2 separate regions of the Zea mays genome follow, and region 1 is linked to region 2. The links are chromatin contacts, called in public Hi-C maps. All regions are on one chromosome and are shown on one strand. Each heading gives the region's core, a stretch centred on a gene start, on an enhancer-like site or on the middle of the called end of the contact. The rest is flanking DNA. Distances are from core to core; before and after follow the strand shown.

Evidence for each region. A called contact is a pair of places that touch in the nucleus more often than the background predicts.
Region 1: a Hi-C map of bundle sheath shows a contact between it and region 2, with 3 times the contacts expected there. The contact joins the promoter of LOC541618 here to the enhancer-like site in region 2. A contact is called at or near these places in 9 of 25 Hi-C or Micro-C datasets (bundle sheath, ear, leaf and 2 more).

What each region holds. Positions count from the first base shown.
Region 1 is chr9:20,682,811-20,687,225 of Zm-B73-REFERENCE-NAM-5.0, reverse strand. It overlaps LOC541618 (MAP kinase 2), which reads right to left and starts at 1,514. Exons shown (of 6, transcript NM_001111373.2): 1 at 1,191-1,514; 2 at 966-1,095. The coding sequence starts at 1,435.
Region 2 is chr9:20,482,049-20,486,247 of Zm-B73-REFERENCE-NAM-5.0, reverse strand. No RefSeq gene overlaps it. Among protein-coding and RNA genes, the nearest start is that of LOC100283426, 34 kb to the right of the region's middle. Within about 2 kb of position 2,572, at least 17 of the 20 cell types and tissues checked have an H3K27ac peak or open chromatin away from gene starts, as enhancers often do. A contact at or near this core is called in bundle sheath, ear, leaf and 1 more, where this site is marked.

The DNA.
Region 1 (4,415 bases), core at 265-2,764, 200 kb before region 2:
CGGTCTCAATCAAGTTCATTAATTAACTACTAACCGTACCTTGCCTAATCTGAACTCCAAAGATTTGCTTCTATATCCATAACCGTCGAACAACAGAAAGGAACATGGAGACACAACATTCGTGCATGTGGCTCATGCCATGTTACTTATTAGTTTAACAAGATAGTGATCTAGTCGCTACAAATCTACTAACCATATTCGAACCTGGTGCAGCTTTCCAACAGGTTACAAGCTGTAACGGCAGGTTATTCGTGTAACCGTCTTTTGCCTTCCGACACAGATCATGAAAAACTGTCTCTTCTGACAAGCTAAAATGATTCTTCAGCCATATGTAAATACCGGTCAAATCCAATAAAATTGGGAATCCTGTGACTTAGTCTTTCGCATTAAAGGTCCGAGGTCAGCATACATACAAAAAAGTCTAAACAGGTCTTCCCAATACTACTAACATAAGATCCTAGTCTCCTACCAACCGAGTATTCACTCCACTACATTCCCATCGGATTGGAACGATCTAGCAAAAAGGCCAGCACTAGGTTGGTCCTCAAGTGACTCACTCACTTCTGACATCAGCAGGCAAGAGCAACATGCACCGCACTGCTGCTCCATGTTCTCTCGTCATTTCTGCCCTCAAGTTCTTCAAGAACACAATGAATAGCATCTCAAAAGGTGGTCGGGTCCCTTAAAAGGCATGGCTACGATTGCTATTCCTGAACTTCACCCTCCCCGTCCCAGCCAAGACGAGGGAGGGCTAGGCGACCTGTCGCGAACGAACTCAATCATTGAAGTAACTAACACCAACCTCCCCAAAATTTAATGCGACCAACAGGCGGGCATTTAACGAGAATCCCCGATATGCTCTCCTCGCTAGAGAACAGGAAAAACGAAAAGAAAAAAAGAGAGAGGAAATTCTAGGATCGTTGGACAGGAGAGGTGGATGGATCGGAGTTGCTCGGGCGACTGACATTCTCGTGGTCCATGTGGCGGAGCAGCTTGATCTCGCGGAGCGTGCGCTTGGCATCGATCTTGTTGTCGAAGGCGTTGGCGATCTTCTTGATGGCCACCTGCTCCGCCGTCTCGGAGTTGAGCGCCGAGCTGGGCAGTGGGCATACCATGAAATCACAAATCAGAGATGCCAGTCAGAAGCGGCCCCAAACGACGCGAATCGGAGGCGAGGGGAGCGGGCGGACCAGACGATGCCGTAGGCGCCCTTGCCGATGGGGAGGACGGGGGGCTTGTACTTGGCGGTGACCTCGAACACGTTGCCGAAGATGTTGTACTGGATGAAGCGGCCGCCGTGGCTGAGCGTCGCCTGGATGTTGTCCAACATCACGCCCCCGCCCACCGGCGGCAGTGGCTGCTGCGGCGGCTGCCCTCCGCCGCCCGCGCCGGCCTCCGACATCTCGGTGTCCGGGGGCTGCCCCCCGCCGTCCATGGCCGCGGATTTGGATCGCGACGAGGAGAAGGGGACGGAAGGGAAAGTGGGGGTGGAGGTGGGGGAAATGCGAATTCGTTGCTGCGAGATTTGGGTCTATTTTAGCAGAAGAGAGGCTCCTCTCTCTCTCTCTGTATATATATTCCCACTCTCTCTTTCTCCTCCTAGGCTGCCTCGCCTCGCTCCTAGCCGAGTTGCCGGCGTGGAGATATGGGTAAAAAAATGTTTGTGTGGAATAGGCTACGAGTAACGAGTACCAAACCTGCGAGAAGCGAGGCGGTGTGCCGGCGTTGGAGAGGCCTGAGATGCTTCAGTCGACGTGTTGCGTTGCATCTTGCATGATTTGGCATGTTTGATATCATTTTTCTGGACTTTCAACTTTAGAGGCCGTTTGAGAGAGTTTTAGCTTTAATTTCTTTAAGGCGCCGTTTGTTTGGTTGGAATTGATTTCCATTTTAATAATTATAATTTAGATTATTTATATATGTAATATATTTGTATATTATCCTAAATTATATGAGAGATATAGTTATATACTATATTTATATTATAGTGAAGCAAGTAGAAGAGTGTGCTATAAATTGTACATCGAAAAAATAGCATGTAAATCTATAAAATCAATTTTCATCTCTCACCCCATGAATTTGAGATATGCTTACATGTTAACTTTGGAAAGTGGTGGAATATCACATTCTAAAAAATAGTCTATTCTATTAGTAAGATTCCAAATTCCTCAAAATGAAAGAAACAAACGGGACCTAAAGAAAATCACTCTCAGCCAAAACACTTAGAGCGTTTGGCAGAGCTCCCACAGCTTCACTCCCGGCGAAAATCATTCTCACGCAGCCAAACAGCAAAAAAGTAAACTGCCCCCATAGTGAGAGTGGAGTAAATCTAGTCACCGTTTTTGTCGGCGTTTCGACCCCGGGGTCCCTGGACCGACGAGTAAATTGTCGATGCGTGTCCTAGCCCAGATGGGTCGGCGCGAGACGGAACACAAGGGGGAACAATAAGGGGAACCGCGGCCTCTTGTTTATCCTGCGCCTAGGGCGGATGCGCTTGCAGGGGTTACAAGCGTTCGCGAGGGAGAGAGAGACTTGTTCGTCAGCCCGTCCTCCCGCGCGGCCGCCTTTTGTACGAGGGCCCTGGACCTTCCTTTTATAGACGTAAGGAGAAGGCCCAGGTGTACAATGGGGAGCGTAGCAATGTGCTAACGTGTCTAGCAGAGAGGAGCCAGAGTCCTATGTACATGCCGACGTGGCTGTTGGAGAGGTGTTGGTGCCCTGTTCATGTGATGTCGTGGCCGTCGGAGGAGCGCTTGAGCCCTGTAGGAGCACAGCTGTCGGAGCTGTCGGGTCCTTGCTGACGTCTCCTTGCTTCCGTAGGGGGCTGAGAACCGCTGTCATCATGGAGCACGCGGGGTGCCATCATTACTTATTTACCGTGGCGAGCCAGATGGGACGCCGGTCTTGTTCCCCGTAGTCTGAGCTAGCTAGGGGTAGGGTAATGATGTACCCCCCTGCGGCGTGGTCGGTTCGAGCCCAAGGTCGGGCGAGGCGGAGGCTCCTCCGAGGTCGAGGCTGAGTCCGAGCCCTGGGGTCGGGCGAGGTGGAGACCGTCGTCCGAGGTCGAGGTTGAGTCCGAGCCCTGGGGTCGGGCAAGGCGAAGACCGTCGTCCGAGGTCGAGGTTGAGTCCGAGCCCTGGGGTCGGGCGAGGCGGAGTCCGTCGTTCGAGGTCGAGGTTGAGTCCGAGCCCCGAGGGTCGGGCGAGGCGGAGACCGTCGTCCGAGGTCGAGGTTGAGTCCGAGCCCTGGGGTCGGGCGAGGCGGAGACCGTCGTCCGAGGTCGAGGTTGAGTCCGAGCCCTGGGGTCGGGCGAGGCGGAGCTTCCTATGGCGCCTGAGGCCGGACTTGGCGGCTGTCAGCCTCACCCTGACGGGTGGCACAGCAGTCGGAGCAGCGCAGGCGGCGCTGTTTTCTTGTCAGGTCAGCTAGTGGAGGGGCGAAGTGACTGCGGTCACTTCGGCTCTATCGACTGAAGAGCGCACGTCAGGATAAGGTGTCAGGCGATCCTTGCATTGAATGCTCCTGCGATCCGATCGGCTGGCGAGGTGATCTTGGCCAAGGTTGCTTCTCCGCGAAGCCTGCCCGAGCTGGGCCTCGGGCGAGTCGGAGGTGCGCCCGTTGCTTGAGGAGGCCCTCGGGCGAGGCGTGAATCTGCCTGGGTCTGATGTTCCTGCCCGAGGCTAGGCTCGGGCGAGGCGAGATCGTGTCCCTTGAGCGGATAGAGCTTTGTCCTGTGTTGCGTCCATCAGGCATTTGCAGCTTTGTGCTGATGGTGTTTACCAGCCGAGTTTAAGAGTCTTGGGGGTACCCCTAATTATTGTCCCCGACAGTAGCCCCCGAGCCTCAAAGGGAGTGTGGGTACTCGCTTGGAGGCTTTGTCGCACTTTTTTGCAAGGGGACCGGCCTCTCTCGGTTGCATTTTGTTTCAGTGGGTGCGCGCGAGCGCACCCGCCGGGTGTAGCCCCCGAGGCCTCGGAGGAGTGGTTTTGACTCCTTCGAGGTCTTAATGCCTTTTGTGATGCCTCGGCCGGTCTGATTGTTCCCTCATGCGAACTGGTCGTAGCCCGGGTGCATAGTTAGGTTCCGAGTTCTCGGGCTGGTATGTTGACGCCGTCAACGGTTTGGCCGGAGCCGGGTTTGCGAGAGCAGCCCTCGAGCCTCCGCACAGAGCGAGAGGACGATCAAGGACTGACTCGGCTTTTTTCATACGCCCCTTCGTCGCCTTTCCGCAAGGAGGGGGAAGTGCCATGTTGCCCTCGGAGGGCGCCGAACATGGTGTCTCCAGTGAGTTGCTAACGGGTGATCCGAGTGGACGCCCGTGCCCCGTTCGATAAGGGTCGGCTAGTGGCCCAGAGGCGCGCTCCAAAAGTACCTGCAGGTGATTTGTCGGACTCGGTCCCATTTGATAGGGTCTG
Region 2 (4,199 bases), core at 1,323-3,822:
AGTGAAGGTATAAACAATGTCTTTAAGAAAAGATTCCGTAGGAAACTTGGTCTTTCCGAACTCATTATGGAGTGTGAAAAGGTTTCTGCTTCTCTTCGTGAAAATGAGTTGTATGAAGATTTTAAATCACGTACGAAGAATCTGTTATAAATGAATACGACACAAAGGGGATCAATCACAGAGAAGACACATATTTAACGTGGAAAACCCCTCTAAAGCGAAGGGGAAAAAACCACGGGCGCCGGCCAGCAACTTCTCACTATTTTCGGGTGGTTACAGATCGCACCCGGCGACGGGCCTCCGCTTCGCTCGCCAACTTGGCCGCCTTCTTCATAACTTGGATCACAAACTCAACAAAATCCAGTTAATTACATACCAAATCTTCCTTTGTTGAAGACTGCTGCTGAATCTTATACAAAGAGAATGTATAAAGCGTTCGAGGAAGAATTTAAAAACCAGTTTTCATTTTCCTGCAAATTAATACAGACTGAGGGGTCAATATCAAGATTTATGGTTACACATATGAACTCAAATTATGGAGCAATAGTTGTATTCAACATTGCAGATATGACTATTACATGTTCTTGCAGGAAGTTTGAATCCATAGGTATGTATCCACAATTTGAATTACAACTTTTCTTCCAATACAAGTTGCTTAACGCTAGCTTTTATATCTTGTAGGTATATTATGCAGACATGCATTGAAAGTATTCAATATAAATGATGTGTTCATGTTACCATCTCATTATGTACTGAACAGGTGGACTAAATATGCAAAAAGAGGTTTTTATATTGAAAAAAAGGAAATGAAAAGGAAAACTTGAAAGCACATGCTGCACGGTTGTCTCGTATGGCAACATCCCTTGCATTGAAGTGTTCAGTGTCAAAACCACTTCTTGATGATTTGGAGAGAGCCTTACAGAGGTTGGAATTGGAGGCTGATCATTCACTAAACAAGTTGGAAGAAACTAAGCTTCCTGTAATCTCAAATGACTGCAATATCGATACTGTAAATAGTAAAATATCATTTAGAGTTCCTCCGGTGATGCAAGGTGCAAAAAGTAAATGAGCAAAGAATGCAGTTGAAAAGAATACATGGAAGGAAAAGTTCTTTTGATAAAGGTTCTTATCCTCCCCATATCATTTCTTTCAATCATAGAGCAAGTATTGTTGGTAATATTTTTACTCCATACATTACACAGGAAAAAGTTCAAGAAACATAGACCAAAATACAGAACATGATCATGATCCAAAACATTTGACTGTAAGGCATACTAAACTATACTATTGTCCTTTTTTTATTAATTATTTTATCTAAATATTCTCTAAAAATGTTCATTGTTTACACAGAAATCTTTTGATGAAAGCATTGGTGCTAATATGACATTACACGATGTTGTAACCAATGATATGTGTGCGGATTTTCCAGCCATGGTTACTCCATTGATGCTAGGAGGATATACAAGCCTTTTACTTGGAGTTGATCAAGAAGCATCAGCTGCTCGAAAATTACATTTTGATGAAGCACATAATCACACCACATAAGCAGAAGGCACTCTTATATAAACTTCGATGTGACTGGAGGTGTAATAGTCCATTTGCATTGTTCTGGTGAAAATAGAAATCAGAACTGGTCATTACAATCACTAGTATAGAAGAACACACATGAACACACCAATAAACTATGATCTGTACTAGTATACATATAACACATGGTCATCTTTCATTCTCTTACAGCTTGAAAATCTCATGGGGGTGTTTTCTTCATTGTGTAGAAATTTTGAACTCAATCATTTGCTGCCAGGACTGATAGTTTCAATAATTTGTTGCCCTGGTCTTGACAACAGTGTGCATCAGTGCATGGCGCTGTTGTACATCATACTAAAGGTGTGGTGCAGCGGCAGCCAAAACCTCCAGCGATTCCAAATCCTAGCAGCAAAAATGCAAAATGATTAAATGAACTAGGCTTGTAAGTCTATAACCTCGATCCCAAATCCAACGAGTTCCGAAAATTTATAAAACTCCAACGCAATGCTTAAACAAAGCAAGTTAAGTCTAACTAGAATTCACTCCACCAAAGAGGAGCAAGCACTGCCTTCAAGCAGGTGTATCAGTCGTCTTCCCGTGGCAACACCATCGACCATCAAGCTCCAGCAAACTAAACCCCTCTCGAGCATTTGATCAAAAACCTCACGCGCGTGGTCCACACCGGCACCGCTTGAGCTGAGCACGGAGAGGAGAAAAAAAGGAGTCGACGAGCCGTCTGTAAGCAAGCCAGAGTAAAAGGAGCTATTACAGATGAGAAAGGAAAGGAGACAGAGGAGTCCATAAGTCGAGCCAGTTTCATTTCTTTGAGGTTTGTGGACGGACGCGTGTCGTCGATCCAAAGGCAGCTGCAGAGATGTTTTCCTACAGCCGGCGGTAGACAATTTTTTTTCCCTCGGACTAGTAGAGCGTGCGCTTCTTCTGCACCTCTGAGAGCTCGCGTTCATGACATTTTGACCGCCGTAACAAGGAGGTGCGTACCTGGACTCGGAGGCAGCGGGCAACTCGGGCTGGTAGAGTGTGCGCTTCTTGTGCACCTCCGAGAGCTGGCACGGCACACCATGGAAGGGCCTGGCCGCCTGGCTGCACGGGACCGGCAGCTGGCAAATCAGACTTTCTTGAATTTATGGATTTGTCTAACGGTTATTTTATAGTCGGAATTATTGCTTGAAATGACACTAAAATTCGAACGCCTGGTTTTTAGCATGTCACTGTTGAGTTGCTTCTAGGAAAAAAAAACTCCACAAATCCCATCCTAGTATATTCTGATAGCCTGTTTGTCCTGAGATTATTTTCCTAGGTTGCACCTTTTTAAAAGAACATAGCTCATAGGATGAATATGCAAATTGGTAATAAGAGTTTGGCAAAATTCACTTTTTTTTACCGGAGGCTGTGAAATGTGGATAATAAACCCAAGTGATGATCGCTGTCGCGGGCATAGAAAATAGCTCATAAGACGCACTAAGTTGTAAAGGAGGAAAACCAAGGGAAGAAGAAAAAACGCATCATTCTTCGAATCTTTGATTTGAAATTAGGCCGTTCCCTATAATAAAGAGGGTAGAGGTTGGATTAGGGGGGGGTGGGCCACGGCCCATTATCAGGGCTACATAATAGTACCACGCATTGTTCATGGCATGGCTATTGTGATACGTGTTCATGCTCGTTTCGTATTTGTTTTCGTGCCCTTCCTAACGACGTGTGATTTCTTGACTGGCCCAGCCCGTAAACTCGAGCGGCGAAAGCATTGGGCTTGGGCCAGGCCGGCCTAATGAAAGATTTGTCCAAGCTGGGGATAAAATGATGGCTCTATAGGTGTACATTTGGGCCGGGTCTGATGGACCGGCCCGAAGCACGAAAAAAAAACATGGCTCAGGCACAGGACGACACGAAATATTTTAGTGCCGGACCGGATTTGGACCGAGGTCGCGGTCCATGGGCGGGCACGAGCACGGCCCGTTTAAGTTAGGCACGAAATGGCCCATATAAAGGCACGAAATGGCGCATATATTTATTAAAACCACACTTTATTTCACACTTTCATGTATTTGATAAAGAACAAAAAGCTAGAGATAATGTTAGTTAGATGTTTTTTGTAGCTTTGAATTAGAGTATGTGATGTAATTTTATTTTTATTATGAACATTAGATAATAAACTAAACTTACGAACTTTATATAGAGCTGATTATAGTATTTTTCTTCCTAACAAAATGATTTGTAAACGAGGTAGTCATTGCATAGCTCTAATAACTTAATACAAATATTAAGTTTGCTTTTGGTCAAATTTATTTGTCTTATCTTTTATATGTTTTATTAAATTTATTTTGAATTTCGGGCCCTGCCGTGAATTCCGGGCCAAAAAACTGAATTTTGGGTCCTAATGTGAATTTCGGGCTTTTATAATTTCGGGCCGCCCGAAATGAGCCTGGCACGTTTAAGCAATTACGGGCTGGGCCGTGGGCCGAGGGTTAGGCCCGTGGGCCGGACCGGCCCGAAATTTAAATAATACGGACCTTTTCGGGCTTAGGCCGGATCGGGTGGTACGAATGTACACCTATAGATGGCTCTGGGCAGCCTTTTGCGAGCACAGGACGTTTGGTTCTTGGTGCAAAAAAAAAAAGAAAAAAAAACCAGAATCCCTCGTGTCTCAAAAAACA